Regions from separate parts of the Gossypium arboreum genome. Here region 2 is linked to region 1. Evidence: chromatin contacts called from public Hi-C data. All regions are on one chromosome and are shown on one strand. Each heading gives the region's core, a stretch centred on a gene start, on an enhancer-like site or on the middle of the called end of the contact. The rest is flanking DNA. Distances are from core to core; before and after follow the strand shown. Region 1 holds the start of LOC108470670 (probable pectin methylesterase CGR3). Region 2 holds the start of LOC108473742 (branched-chain amino acid aminotransferase 2, chloroplastic).

The links. A called contact is a pair of places that touch in the nucleus more often than the background predicts.
Region 2: a contact with region 1 is called in a Hi-C map of leaf, with 3 times the contacts expected there. The contact joins the promoter of LOC108473742 here to the promoter of LOC108470670 in region 1. A contact is called at or near these places in 2 of 5 Hi-C or Micro-C datasets (both in leaf).

The regions. Positions count from the first base shown.
Region 1 is chr11:42,687,808-42,695,156 of ASM2569848v2, reverse strand. LOC108470670 (probable pectin methylesterase CGR3) reads right to left here and starts at 4,248. Exons shown (of 7, transcript XM_017772073.2): 1 at 4,029-4,248; 2 at 3,708-3,874; 3 at 3,567-3,606; 4 at 3,417-3,452; 5 at 1,400-1,774; 6 at 822-877; 7 at 31-377. The coding sequence starts at 3,830. The coding sequence ends at 225. It overlaps LOC108474194 (a long non-coding RNA gene), which reads left to right and starts at 5,898. Exons shown (of 5, transcript XR_008274783.1): 1 at 5,898-6,541; 2 at 6,614-6,695; 3 at 6,780-6,857; 4 at 6,969-7,349.
Region 2 is chr11:42,882,564-42,889,912 of ASM2569848v2, reverse strand. It overlaps LOC108473742 (branched-chain amino acid aminotransferase 2, chloroplastic), which reads left to right and starts at 3,285. Exons shown (of 10, transcript XM_017775475.2): 1 at 3,285-3,585; 2 at 3,668-3,762; 3 at 6,680-6,857; 4 at 7,233-7,349. The coding sequence starts at 3,433.

The sequences.
Region 1 (7,349 bases), core at 2,999-5,498:
TATATATATATATATATGTGTGAATACATGTATCTGTGAATTTTCCATCAATTAAATTAATAAATATAAAGTTTGTAATGTTAAGGCCACAACAATAGTGATATCTCTTTTTACCCAAAATGCTATATTTCATTTGAGATGAGAATATATTTCTACTTTATCTTCCATGAATGACAGATAGAAGAAATTAATGAAAATTTGATCCTGATGAAATTTCTCTTGTATCAATTATATGGCTTTAGGTGGAACACTTGACAAGCTGGATGGTATGATCCCTTTGATGCAGCCTGCTCAAACTTCTTAATGGCACCTTCGTTTTCTTCTAAACTATTCTGGAGGAAAAATCGAACCCACCACGATGAACCCCGCATTTTAGCCTTCACAAATGAAACGGCTATATCAATGCTAAAGCCGACTTGGCACAATAATGTTACTGCTAAGAGATAATTCAGAAACAAGGACCACAACTGGTACTAAGTGAAATATGACAATCTTTGCTCCTATCAGACTTTACACAAAAACCTCATCCCTCGCTAATTTAGTGAATGATATATGCAACCAAAGTCCAGACTTTTGGGCCTTTTTCTTGCTTAACATTTAGACCACTTAAAGTTTTGACAAATGACAATAAAATCTCATCAATACCTTAAGTCCCAGTGAACAACCAACAGGAATATGATAATATCAATATAAAAAATACATGATTAACTGAAACAAAAATGCTGTATGACAATTTTATTCCAATGAATGTTATAAGATATGCTATGGCCACTTTCAATTCCAAATCTCATTGTTATAATAAGGAGCAGATAGAGACTGACCGGTCGCCCAAATTTGGATAATTCTGCCACTTTAGCTCTCTGATTACCAGGGTAACCTGAAAAAGAATATGAAATCAATTAAAATTTTTAACTCAAATAAACCAAATGCATCAGATATATCAAGAAAAGCTTTGAAGAATCCCCCAGGATGACAAAGAAAACAATGAATATATGCACCATATCCATCCAAAAATCACTCATGGCTGCACCTAAAGCCTCTAGGAAACCATTCTGAATGGTAATGTTGCTTCAGACTGGTATCCTTCTGCATCTATTTATCATAATAATTCATGCATATTTAGAACTAGCAGGTTTTAGGTGTCTGACAAGTACTCCAACAGGCATGGAAAAAAAAAGGGACCAGAGAAAGAAAAACATTTTTTTAACTTATTAACTTTCTTTGGAAGGCCATTGGTTGATTATTCATCGTTAGATGTCATTAGTGTCGTTACATCAGAAAAAAAGAATAATTCATCTATGACACAATTATCTTTACAAGTAGATATCATTATAGAATCAATTTCTCTGCCTGTGTAACTCATATTTTATAATTTGTACTTGAAAGTGTAAGAGATTACCTGTAAAAACAACTAAACCATCAGAGGCCACCCTTGTCAACTCAGGTAGAGTCTTGTTCAGGTATCTTGGAGACAAGTAATCAAGGGCATCTGATACAATTACAAGCGAAAATGACTTTGGCCTATATGGAAGAGGAAACTTGATATCTGCCACACGTACAATTCCTTTGTGCACAAGACTCTTGCAGGTTGCCTCAGCATCCTCTATGTCATATGGTTCCACACCCCAGGCTTCAGTTTCCTCCTCTTTCAAAAGTTTATATACCACGGAACAGGTATCAGGGCCTACATGCAAAACCTTGTGCATGCTGTCACCATATGCCTTCTTTAAAAAAGGTATTACCCTCTGAACTTCTACTGAACATGAATAGTCACCTACAAAATCACAAGCAATTAATTGCTATTTGGAATGTTATTCTTAATGAAAACACACTTTTCAAAACCTGGGAATTCCATTATAATCACACATGAATGTTACACTAATCAGAACACATAGAAACTGTTTCTCCTTTATATAACCGCCACTGGTATACTTTTTTATTCCTGGGGCCAGAATTGAATGAAACAATGGAGAAACTACGCCTTAGGGTGTTACCTCTAAGCATCACTCAAGAAAAAGGTCATGGCACAAGTACCAAACGAATGAACGCCTGAATACAATAAGATTCAGAAACAAGACCTCTAAGATCAAATCTGTTCCCAAAATACAATCGCTGTTGAATTTAGTAATCTTACACACAGGCTAAGGCTTCCTTTGGAAACCCATCATAGCACCAGGACAGTGAGTTTGAGAACCTTTTTGGTGCAATAGCACAATTGCTAATAGCACACCTCCAGTGCAATTAACTTACGTGGACAACAATGGAAAACCAAATTTTCACTGGTTTAAAAGTGTCCAGGGAAACCCACTTGAGAGCTACTTCCATTTTTATCCCTCTTTCTTTTATCTTCTGTATTTATAATTTTGTAATTTCATTTTTATTATTTTATCTTTATGGTATTTTAAAATTAAATTTTCATTTATAATTTATTGTTTAAAACTTTATATTAATTTTATAGTTTAATAAATTATTTGAATAATATTTATTAAAGGAATTATTAATTTAAATATATTCTTTATTTGTTTCCATAACTATCGTTAATTTTATTTTCAAAATATTTAGTTTAATTTTAGTATTTTTAATTACTATTAGCTTTTTTAGAAAATGTTACAAATTCCATTTTATATCAATTTAATTTAATATCACTAATAGTCACACATGTCTCACCACTAATTTTTAATCTCATTACTACAATATTTAATCTCACCACTACAATAACCAATCGCACCTCCACTGTTGTTTTTAATCTCACTAAAGCCAATGTCACTGCTCATCTAGATGCACCTTAAAATAACTTAAGGTCTCCAACTCGTTAAGGTTGTATCATACAACTTGAAGATGGGAGAATAGATACAGATTTCAAATTCAGAACAAATTGCATAATAAAATACATGAAACCATAAGCTTAATAATTAGTTTCAAATGCATATGAAAATATAGGTTTACTAAATCTTAACCAACTTTAACTAAATGTCTATTTTTATCCTTGATTTATGAGAAAAATATCAAATTCAAAACTACTCACAAACATAGCATTAGTATCCAAAATTAAGGATGTTGTTTAATTAAACTGGTACATAACAAAGTCAATATGAATGATAGGTTAAACAAACACATTTGTATAGCATGGGGGATTAATCACAAACTACTGCTTACTTGGATGAATAAATAAAATCTATCCAAAAATAGAAACATAGCATTAGTTTCCAGTTCATTACTGCACTCATCATTAACATTCAAATTAGTAGGAATCACTCGTTAATTGTGAAAGTTAAACGTTGATCAAAGATGTACTATAAAGAAATAGACTAAAAAGTACTGAAGGGAACCGGACCCTAAAACACTCACACGGAACCCAGAAACTTCACAATCGCAAGTTAATTTAATTGTGAAAATCAAACTAAAATAAAATTTACCTCCGATCCGACTAACTGCTTCGCCTCGGAATTTGCCTATATTCCTCCGAAGAGACGTAACGGGTAATTAATTGAACAAATAAGATTAGCGTATTGAATAACAAAGCAAGTAAATCCAAACAAGAAATAGCAGTAAAAATGTAAGGATACCTGAGCCACTATATACATAGCCAATAAGAAGGATAGCGCCCTGAAAGTTCAATTTTACCACCGAAGTTAATTTCCTTCGCTAAAAGCAACAAAATTAGAAATAAAATTAAATAAAGAGGAAAAAAAAAGACAGAGAAATACCACAAGGACAAGACCGATTGGTAAAATGGGAGAAGATCGGGGTTTGGAATGTAGGGCACCAGCGAGAGAAAAGCTTCCGCTGTCGACAAAGCGGCGCATGGGATTAGCTTGCCTCCTTGACATGGTAGCTTGCTTACTATCGTTCTAAATCTTGCCTGTTATTTACACTGTAACAAGAAAACAAGAGATTTAGACAAAATTCCAGCTTCATGGGAAGAAGAAACATCAATGGCAAACAATCAAAACGAGAAAATCAGATCCAAAGCACGAGAAAGCTTTGAATATGAGATAAAGAAAGAAAAGAAAGTGGGCAATGTTCACCTTTGATATGAAGAAATGAGAAAGGGGCATTTGGATTTGGGATCTTAGATCTGTGATTGTCAGCCAGTGTTTTTTTGGCCTTTCTTTTTGCTTCTTTTTCCCTTGCAAACACTACTCAGTAGGAATTATGAAAGCAGCTCAAAATTCGCTATTTATTTGCTTTTGCATTTTTTTTTAAATAACTTATATTATCCTAAAAAAAAATCATTTCTATATCATCCTTTTTAAAGACAAATTTATTATACACACATTTGTATAAAAACTTCTCGGGTAATCTCTAAAATAATCATTTTATTTTTCTCATATTATATTTTAGTCATTTATATTTGAAATGTTACGTTTTAGTCACTTATGTTATTATTTTATTACAAAGTGATCACCCTACTATTAAATTTCGTTATCTCTCTAACGATAATCGTATGTGGCAGTCCAACTAGAATTTAAGTGCCAACTTAGATTTTCAAATGAGATGAAAATAATTTTTTACTTAAATAAATTTAATTAATTAAAATTTTTAAATCTTAAACCTTAACTAAAAAATTGTTCATCTCCTCTCTTTTTTTAATTGTTCATCGAATATTCAATATTCGATGATGTGAAATGCTCAAGTCATTTTTTCTATCGATAGATCAGGACAATATTGAAAAATCGGAGTGAAGTTAAACTCTTCAGGCCTTCCTTAATTAGGCATACTAGATCAGGACAATTTTCTATTGATAGATGTTGAAGAGATGTAAGATGATGAAGCCCCTTGTCTGGAAATGACACCAAATCTATGATACCATCAATATGCATAACCTTTAGCTTGGATACATACAGTGGATACACCAAATTTGCTCCTGCTACTACCATTGCTGACTATTGCAAAAGCCTTGCAGGCTTATTCTTTAGCTCCAGTTCTTCCAGAAATGGATGCAATGGTATATGTGTCAGGTTGGTGCAAATCCCAATTTTTAATTTTGAAAGACAAGGGAATGAGGGTATTGGTTCCTTCTTTTGCAATGGCCTTTGTGATGATGCTGCTGCGCGATGATTATCATTGGTAACAGGAGGGGCTTCCCTCTACCACCCCTTCAGATTTCGCAAGTCAAAAAACACTAATTCTTCTAGGCAAGAGAAGAATTCTTTACCTTCTCTTCCTCTATTCATTGGATTTTCCTTGAATGATAAAGATGAAGAAGACTCGGCACTGCTATCTTCAATGTATTCGGCACTACTATCTTCAATGTACTGGACAGCAGTTATATCTTGATAATAGTTTTTCCAGTAAAATGAAGAAGAAAAACTAAAAACAGAAGAGACGAAAGAAAAATAAAAATAAAAAAGAGAGGAGATGAACAATTTTTTAGTTAAGGTTTAGGATTTAAAATTTTTAATTAATTAAATTTTATGTAATTAAAAATATATTTTCATCCTATTTGAAAATCCAAGTTGGGTTAATTAGACTGCTACATAGGATTACGTTAGGGAGATAACAGAACTTAACAGTAGGGTGATCACTTCGTAATAAAATAATAACATGAGTGACTAAAACGTAACATTTCAAACATAAGTGACTAAAATATAATATGAGGCAAACAAAAGTGACTATCTTTGTAGATTACTCTAAACTTCTCTCTAACTCAATTAAATTTTAATTAAATTATTTATGAAATAGGTAGCTAATAAGATTGAAAAAAAGAGCATTGACAATTAAAATAAATATTATGCATTTGATTGTTTTATTTTTATTTTTTTAAATAGAATGGTTGAGATTTTATTCAAATAAAAGCGTATAAAGACAGGCCCAACAAAATAGAACAAAAATTACAACCCAAAATAAATAAGACCAACCCAATGAATAGACTAAACATAAGGGAAATTAGTTTTGATAGAAGAAGAAAACCGACAAAGCATTAAAAGAAACATAAATGATCCCAACAACCTAGGTAAGTTGTTCAATTCCAAAGCATCTGAAAAGCTAAACCTTTCAGCAGCCTGTCAGAGTATTATCCCATCAATCCTATCAATCTACTTCAATGATATACTGGAAGGTGTTCTTTCAAAAACCATTGCGCCTCTTCAGAATATTGGCACTCTTTCATCTAAAAAGACCCAAAAATTCCTTTTCCAACTATTTCCTTCCCCTCTTCCAGAACAGGGAACCGATATCAGATGTGGCTTGTACGATGTGGTTATCACCGATCTATTTCAACAGCATCGAGTGCATAAGCAGAAACATCACCCACAAGATAAGTTGCTTCATTTTTTTTAAGACCCTCTGTAGCCAAAACATAAGTAGAACCGTTTATATGTTTTTGTACATGATGGAAAACACAGTTTTGGAAAATCACACATGACGCACAGATATTATGAATATATGCTCCAATTACTGACCGTTCCCCTTTATTTTCTTTCAGATTACAAATCACAGACAAGCAATCTCTTTCGACTTCTATATTTAGAAAACCCATTTTAGCTCCTATCAAAACTGCCTGGAAGTAAGCCATCACCTCTGCTGTAAAATGGTGAAGGTATGTTGGCATGTAAAACAATTTTTGAACAGAGAAGATTACTTGTCATTTCTAATAATAATCCCTGAACAGGATTTATTATCTTGCTTGCAAAATCTTGCATCAAAATTTATTTTGACAAAAGGGTTCTGAGGCGCATTCCATACACCAACGAGTATGATTTGCTTTACAATTTTGCTTTTATCCCCCATAATTTCACCCAAATACTTTATGATGAAATATATTGTCTCCCTTACAGTCGCATTTTGCCCTTCATGTAGCAATTTTTTGTGTGCAATCCAGATTGCCCACAACCTACAGTAAAACAATCGACAAGGTACATGAAACTATTTTTAAAAAAACTATTTACCCGTTCTACCATTTGAGTCATATGCATTTCCATACATTGTGTGAACCCTAACTGTTGCCAGATCTCCTTTGTGTACAGACACTTTTGAAAAACATGTTCAACTATTTCCACACTATTGTGGCAGCGGAGACAGATCGCAGAGTTCATCAACCCCCTATAATATAGGTTTTCATAAGTAGGCACAAAGTTGTTCATAATCCTCCATGTTGTAATTTATATTTTGGAGGGTAGATCAATATTCCATAGCCTTTTGTATCAGTTGGAGTAGGGGTAGAAATTTTCATTAGTAGAAATTCCATAATGGTTATGTATCAACCATTTCTAAGCACTTCGGACCGTATATTCCCCTGTAGCTTTACCACTCCAAGTGCGAGCATCCTTCTGTGGAACAAGGGGTAAAGGAATGGCTAGAATCCACCGAGCATCATCAACAGCAAAGGTAGAATTGATTAAATACTC
Region 2 (7,349 bases), core at 2,036-4,535, 200 kb before region 1:
GGAATAAATACGAGAAGGGAGGGAAACCCTATTGTAAACCACATCCGAGAAAAAAAAAGAAAACCACTTGTCAAAAATAATAGAGTAAGAAATAGCTTGAACACAAGTCATTACTAATCAATCCATCTTTTTGTATATCCCAAATGCGAAAGGATACCCTCTAAAAAATTCCACTCAACTCAATCGTAAGCATTACTTATATCAAGTTTGAGTGCAAAGCAACCTTGATTACCAACTTGCTTGTTTTTCATTTTATGCAGTTTATATGCCACTAAAACATTATCTAAAATAAGTTGTCCAAAACAAAGGCACCTTGTCCTTTATCAATACAAGCAGAGAGAACCATTTTAAATTGGTTGGCAATAACTTTAGCAATAATCTTGTAGAGGACAATCTACAAACAAATAGGTTGATATTGAGACATAGTAGTCAAATGAGTAGTTTTAGGGATTAGGAAAATATTCATTTAGCTAACTGAGTCTAGGCTTGCAACACCATTAAGAATAAATATTCAAAATGAAGTAACATTAGTACCAATTATAAGTGTACTTGGACAATAATATTACACTTAGGGCACCAAATTCAACAATCTCCCACTTGCCCTATTGAAGTAGATGAGTCATGTTTCGCATTCTTATATCCCTCCATATGTTTCCCAAAAAGCTTTTTAGCTAGTAGATTCTTGGCAAAATAAATCCCCAGAGTTTGTTCTTATATGTGATATATCGGCGCTACTATAGGTTTTGTATATTTTCCAAAACAAGTCTCCTGGATTCGCTTGATATTGACTTACTGACCCCACTGCAAAACAAATTTTTGGGCATGTGCAAAACATAATATACATGAGACTTCCTACTGTTGAAGCATAAGGAACCTTTCTCGTGTTCTCTCTTTCTTCCATTGTCTTAGGACAATCCTTTAAGGAAAGATGAAAACCCGATACAGAAGGTTGATTTCTCTTCTTTAACTTGGTCATTACATAACGTTCCAATATATTTTCTATGTATGAATTTTTAGATAATGCTATCACTTTGTTCTTTCGATCCTTTAGGATTCGAATACCTAAAACAAAATTAGCTTCTCCCAAGTCCTTTATTCCAAATTATTGGGTTAACCAAAATTTTACCGATGATAATATCCTTACATCATTCCTAATGTACTTTTGGTATTTTGAAGCTTAATAATTGGTATTGGAGCTAGTTCTCCATTAAAAGTTTCACCATTAGGAGAAGTGATTCAAGGTAAATAGCAAGTTTCAAAGATGCCTACAAGGTTAAGGTCAACAACTATAGAAGAAGGTCATTACATCATATGTCCTCCACTCCTAAATGAAGATAAGTACTCAAATTGGAAAGTGAGAATGAAATTCTTTGTCCAAACATTTGATTATGGTGCTTGGAGAATTATTACAAGAGGTTCATTAGAGGTGTCCAAGGAGGAAGAAAGACGGGATGCAAATGACAAGGCCAAGGCTCAACAAACTACTAATGCTACACACACTCTCTTTTGTGGATTGAATGGATAAGTCTTCAACACAGTTTCCTTTTATAGTAATGCCAAGCAAATATGGGATAAATTAGAGGAAATTTTTGGGGGTAGGAAGGAAAAGAAGGAGATTAAAAGTTCCTTGTAAAAGCAAATGCTCAACTAATGGATAAGGAGTCAATGATCAACAATCAAATGAAATCTACCCTTCAAATCCAAAGGTGATGTGTTTAATGGCTATTAAAGAGCCAATCTTTTAGTTCACATTATTTAAATTCATATTCTTTTAATGAATTACAAGATGCCTTTTAAGGAGTTAGTATCAGAATTTGAGACATAGATTCCAAATACAAGAAAATGATTTCAAAAGTTGAAGTTGAGAATGATTTTCTTTTAGAAGCAAAATTTTATTTAAGAAGCAAAATGAAAAATTGAAAATAAAATTGAGGAGCAAAAAATAACAATTTAGCTGCTATAGACACACTACGATGGATAGGGTTAGGTAACCTCTACTCCTACACTTTATTGAATATGAATATGTATTATTTAAATTCACCTTAGTTCTTGTACTTTTTTTCTACTTTGGTACTTAAACTTGGCAACTAGATTCATTTTGGTCCCAAACTTGAAAAATATAAAAGTTTGATGACATGACACTCTGAGACTGTGTTATATCATCAATTGAAAATTACAAAAATTATATAATTTTTAATCTTAATATTTTTATCCAAATCCTTCCAAATTTTAGATTGACTTTTTGATAATCGGACCTTGAATAGGTTTTTAAATCTAACTCTTTTTTAATTATTATATGATATTAAAATGGGCTGTTATATATTATATTTATTATGTATTTTATATATAAAATAAATATAAAATATTAGTCAAATAAAAAAATTAATGTTTTGGTTTAATATTTTAGATTTATTTGTAAAATTAACTTGTGAAGACTCAACTAACTAAACTAGTACGTGGCAATCTTCAATTATTTTTATTTTTCTATCGAATAAATTAAAATATAATGATAAATAAAATTAATTTCTTATTGTAATTTTTATTTTTAAAATTTGATTTTTTTTTGCAATTAATATGTAATCTGAAAAACAAATTAGGAAAAAGTAATTTTTATTATAAAAGGTATAATATAATTTTTAGCTCTTAAACTTGGGAATTAAATCCATTTTAGTCCCTTAATTTAGATTTTGTCAAGATTTGTAATGTGGCCGTGTTCTTAGAACATGATTGGATTAGTTGGTCGGACCGATTGGACTGATAATCAACTGATATATTGGTTTATAAAATGGGTTAAATCGATTGAATCGAAAATTACTTGAAATTGATAAAAAAATAAGGATAAAAACCCATAATTGAACAAGTTGAACTAGTTTAATATATTTTTAAAAGTTTTATGAATTTTTAATTAATTAGTTAATTAATTATTGTTGGTCTAAGCAGTTGAACTAATCAAATCGATTAAATCGAGAACCAATAGTATGATCTATTTGACCACTTGTCGCTTATTAGAACAATACATGTGACACTCTAAAATTGTATCATATCATTACATAAAAATTTATATAATTTTTAAATTTTAATTAATAATGTAATACAATCTTAAAATGACATATATCAAAGTTCTATATTTATCAAATTTAGAGACCAAAATAAATATAATTATCAAGTTTCCATACTAAAATAGATAAAAAAATATATACAAACTAAACAAACTAAAGTCCATGGCTAAAAATTATATTATCAGTAAGAAAATTATTTACAACTTAAAAAAAACGTGGTCCCTTTTATAATAAAGGGGCACGAACTGGGTCATGGAGAGGGGGCAAGGGATTTCCATCCTTAGCGGTTTAGGTTAAATATTGGTCACGTCAGCTAACAAATACAGATTTACAAAAGAAACTGCCATTTCGTAGACCAAAAAGAAGGGGGGAGATGGAGAGCAACGCCGTCCTAGCTACTCTCCAGCCTAATTACAACATTCTTAGCCCTTCACGGTTTTACTCCTCTTCCTCCTCCGCCGCCACCACATTTCTTTCTGTTTTCTACCCTCAACGCACGCGCTTCTCTCCGCCGCAATATCTCAAGGTAATCTCACTTTTCCCCTCACGTTTTTGACTGTTTTTTTTTCTTTCTTATTTGCTAAATTGCTTATGCGTTTATTTTGCAGTTAGATAAGCAAGTTTTAGCTTTTGCTTCCTGTCGCTATGCTCATGAAGTTAAGTCTCCTTTTAAGAATGCTGCTGTTTTATCCGATTCTTATAGGTGCGTACTTTTTGTTTTTCTTTTTTAACGCTAAGATTAAAAATTTTCAAATTATATGACCAAACCGCATTAGATTTCTGCAGTGCATTGTTCCTTTTTCCGATTAAGCTCCCTTCTTTTAGCGTCTCTCTCTCCCCCCCCCCTTTTATTTTTTGTCAATCAAAGAACTATTTTTTTAAAGTTTTAATTTTTCTATCAATTGAAAGATAGGAGAGCAAAAAAGAAAAGCAAATAGCTAATAGCAATTTTCTTCTTCTTCTTTTTTTTTTTTTTTCTTTCAAATGGCAATCTTTTTCATTTTTTTATTAAATAGAAAGTAAATAGCAAAAGAAAAAATAAAATACTAAAGTTAGTATTGTGATGGGCACAAGGTGTACTCTGGTTCTAGGACTCTTATATTGCCTTAGGCGCCAAAAAAAGGGGGCTAGCTTAAGCTTAAGCGAGTAATCGTGATATATATGAGTTTTTGCATTCGAGTGTGTAAATAGCTAAGACATATATTAAGCTCTAAAAGTGTAGTCTAGTTCATCTGTCAGTATGTATGATTTCGTTATTGTCCATGTCTATAGTTCAATACTCAAATATTAAGAAGTATATAGTTTGATATTATCCCTTTCTTACAAGTAAAGGTACATCTAATGAAAAAAGTGCAAGCAAAAGAAATTAAAGAGAAATTCAATCAGGTGGCCTTTATTTTTATGCCTAAAACTTTACAAAAATGCATGCCTAGACACACTGGGTATGTGCCTAATCAAATGGACCTTGTCTTCAAGGGTCTAAGGTACTTTTTTTGTTGGTGCTAGGGTGCGGGTGCACCTAGGCACATGCCTCGACAACACTGATTCTTGCTTTTGTTAAAAAGCTAAAAAAAGAAAAGCATGTAAATAAAATAGTTTTAGACTTCATTTTAGTACACTTTTGCCTGACCTAAGCAGATAATGTTTATGTGCATATGGAAAATGCTTTTAAAAAAAATTGAATTTATCTGTAGCTAAACATATAACTGCTTCTGTAAGATTAATTTAATTATTTATTGTTGGGCTAATAAAATTTGTTTTTTGCTCCATTTGCTGATGGCGTTTCCTTTTATAGCAGAGCAGACTGCTTGCAAATGGACCTTGATGCTAAATAGTTACTAATGCAATCATCATCTAGTATTTTGGAAATTTATATAACAAGAGAAGCCACAAGAAATGCTAAAAATTTTGGAAGTTTAATTTCATTTTTAGTATTAAAGAAATGGGTTATTGGTTCCATTTTATCCTAAGTCTCTCCTCCAGAGATCAAGAAAATAACTCAACAAAGTGTAGATGCTCATTTTTGGTTATTAATGCTTTTGTCAATAGTACTGTCAGAAAATATGGTTCCTCGCAGGATCACTCAATGTTGAAAAGGTTGTGAAACTAAGCTTAAAGAAGTTTAACAGGATTCTTAGGTTTGCTCCATTGCTGGGATGTCTTGGAGAGAATGGGTTGGAGGCTAAAATACGGATTATAGATACTGTTAAGAATTCTACTTCTTAACCTTTCTCTAGATTATTTTCTCCTTCTACTCGTTGATCAAACTGTGCACTTGCACTTAAGTTTGCAAGTAGCACTGTCCTTGCTAAAATGAGTTACATGAGTGTAACTTCCTTGAAACTACCATTATATCTGACATCTTCGTAACTTCTTACCCATTACTCGCACAAGTAACATGAATGTGATTTTACTCACTCTCATTACCCATACACGTTCTTTTAAATTAACCCACATGTCTCCCACATCCTATAAAATATGCTAGTTGTTTCATGATTTTTTTCTTTTTTTTTGGGATAACTACTTTGGAAAGACTATAAATGTAAAATCTAAAGTTTCATTGGGGATCTTTTGGCAAACTTTAGCCCTCTAAACTTCTGTTTGCTACTTTCTTTCTACAATCATAATAACCATCGTAGGTCTCATCACTAACCCCAAAGTTTGCTTCGACCTAATGGAGTCTCCAAGTTCTTTTGTTAAGGTGAGGAGATGTTATAATCTAGCAAAACGAGTTGTTGCAGAGAGATGGCAAAGAAGTAGATCGGGGCAGGCTCAAGAAAACAAGTGCGGTGGCCGGCTGTGGTGATGGATGCAATAAGGGGTTTAGAAAGATGAGACCTACGATGGGTATTATAATTGTAGAGAAGATTTTAGGAGGCTAAAGTTTGCCAAAAGATCAAAAGTCCCTTGATGAAACTTTGGATCTTCCATTGATAGTTTTTCCAGAGTAGTTATCCTAAAGAATGATTATGAAACAAGTTGCATACTTGATAGGATGTGGGAGAGATGTGGGTTAATTCACAACTATATGTTATAAATTATGGGTAATGAGAGTGAATGAAAACACGTTCATGTTACCTGTATAAGTAATGGGGCAGAAGTTACGAAGATAGTGGATATAATGGTAGTTTCGTGGAAGTTACACTCGTCTAACTCATTTTGGCAAGGAGAGTGCTCCATGCAAACTTAAGTGCAAGTGCACAGTTTGATCAAGAGTCCAGGGAGAGAAAAAAAACTTGTACTCTAGGGAAAGGTTAAGAATTAGAACTCTTAACAATATTCGTATCTTAGCCTGCAAGCCATGTTCTCTAAGACATCTCAATAGTGGAGCAAACCTAAAAATCCTGCCAACCTTCTTAAGCTTAGCTCTACAGTCTTTTTAATATGGAGTGATTCTATGAGGAATGATATTTCCTAGCACTACTATTGGCAGAAGTGTTAATAATAAAAAACGAGTATCTACACAAAGAACATTTTTGTTCACTAATTTTCTTGAAATTTCCTCTGCCTATAGGTATCATCTAATGATTTTGTTAAATTTCATCTGTTACTCTGCTTATATCTACCCTACATGGGAGTTATTTGTTCTGTGCCTTGACTAAGTGTTTTGTTGATTGCAGTAGTGAGGCATCCGAACTAGCTGATATAGAGTGGGACAATCTTGGATTTGGGTTACTTCCTACTGATTATATGTATATGATGAAATGTTCTCAAGGTGGAAACTTCTCTAAAGGTGAATTACAACGGTTTGGGAATATTGAATTAAATCCCTCAGCTGGGGTCTTAAATTATGGGCAGGTCAGATTTCTTAATTTTCATGCGTGACTTTTATCTGCGGCTTTCTCTTAGATTTCATTCTTCTACATTGCCAATCAGGACGTACGGTTATGTGACAGTTTCTGTGCTTTATTTGTGCGTCTATTCTTATTTGCAGATGCTTACAAATTAAGTTAGTTTATAAATTGTTGTTATATAAAATGACCTCCTTCACCTCTCCTCTGACAAAAGCAAAAGGAAGAAAGAGTTCATCCTGCCTTCAATGTCCTCTAAGATAATTTTTGCTTAAGACCCCATTTTTATCTGGAAAACTTATTTTTTAATTTGTCTTTAAGCATTGTGATATAGCAGTCTTTTATTTCTCTCTGAACATCATTTTTTGGTTTGTGTCTATAGGGATTATTTGAAGGTCTGAAAGCCTATAGAAAAGAAGATGGTAATATTCTTCTTTTTCGCCCTGAGGAGAATGCTCTTCGAATGAGGCAGGGTGCAGAGAGGATGTGCATGCCAGCA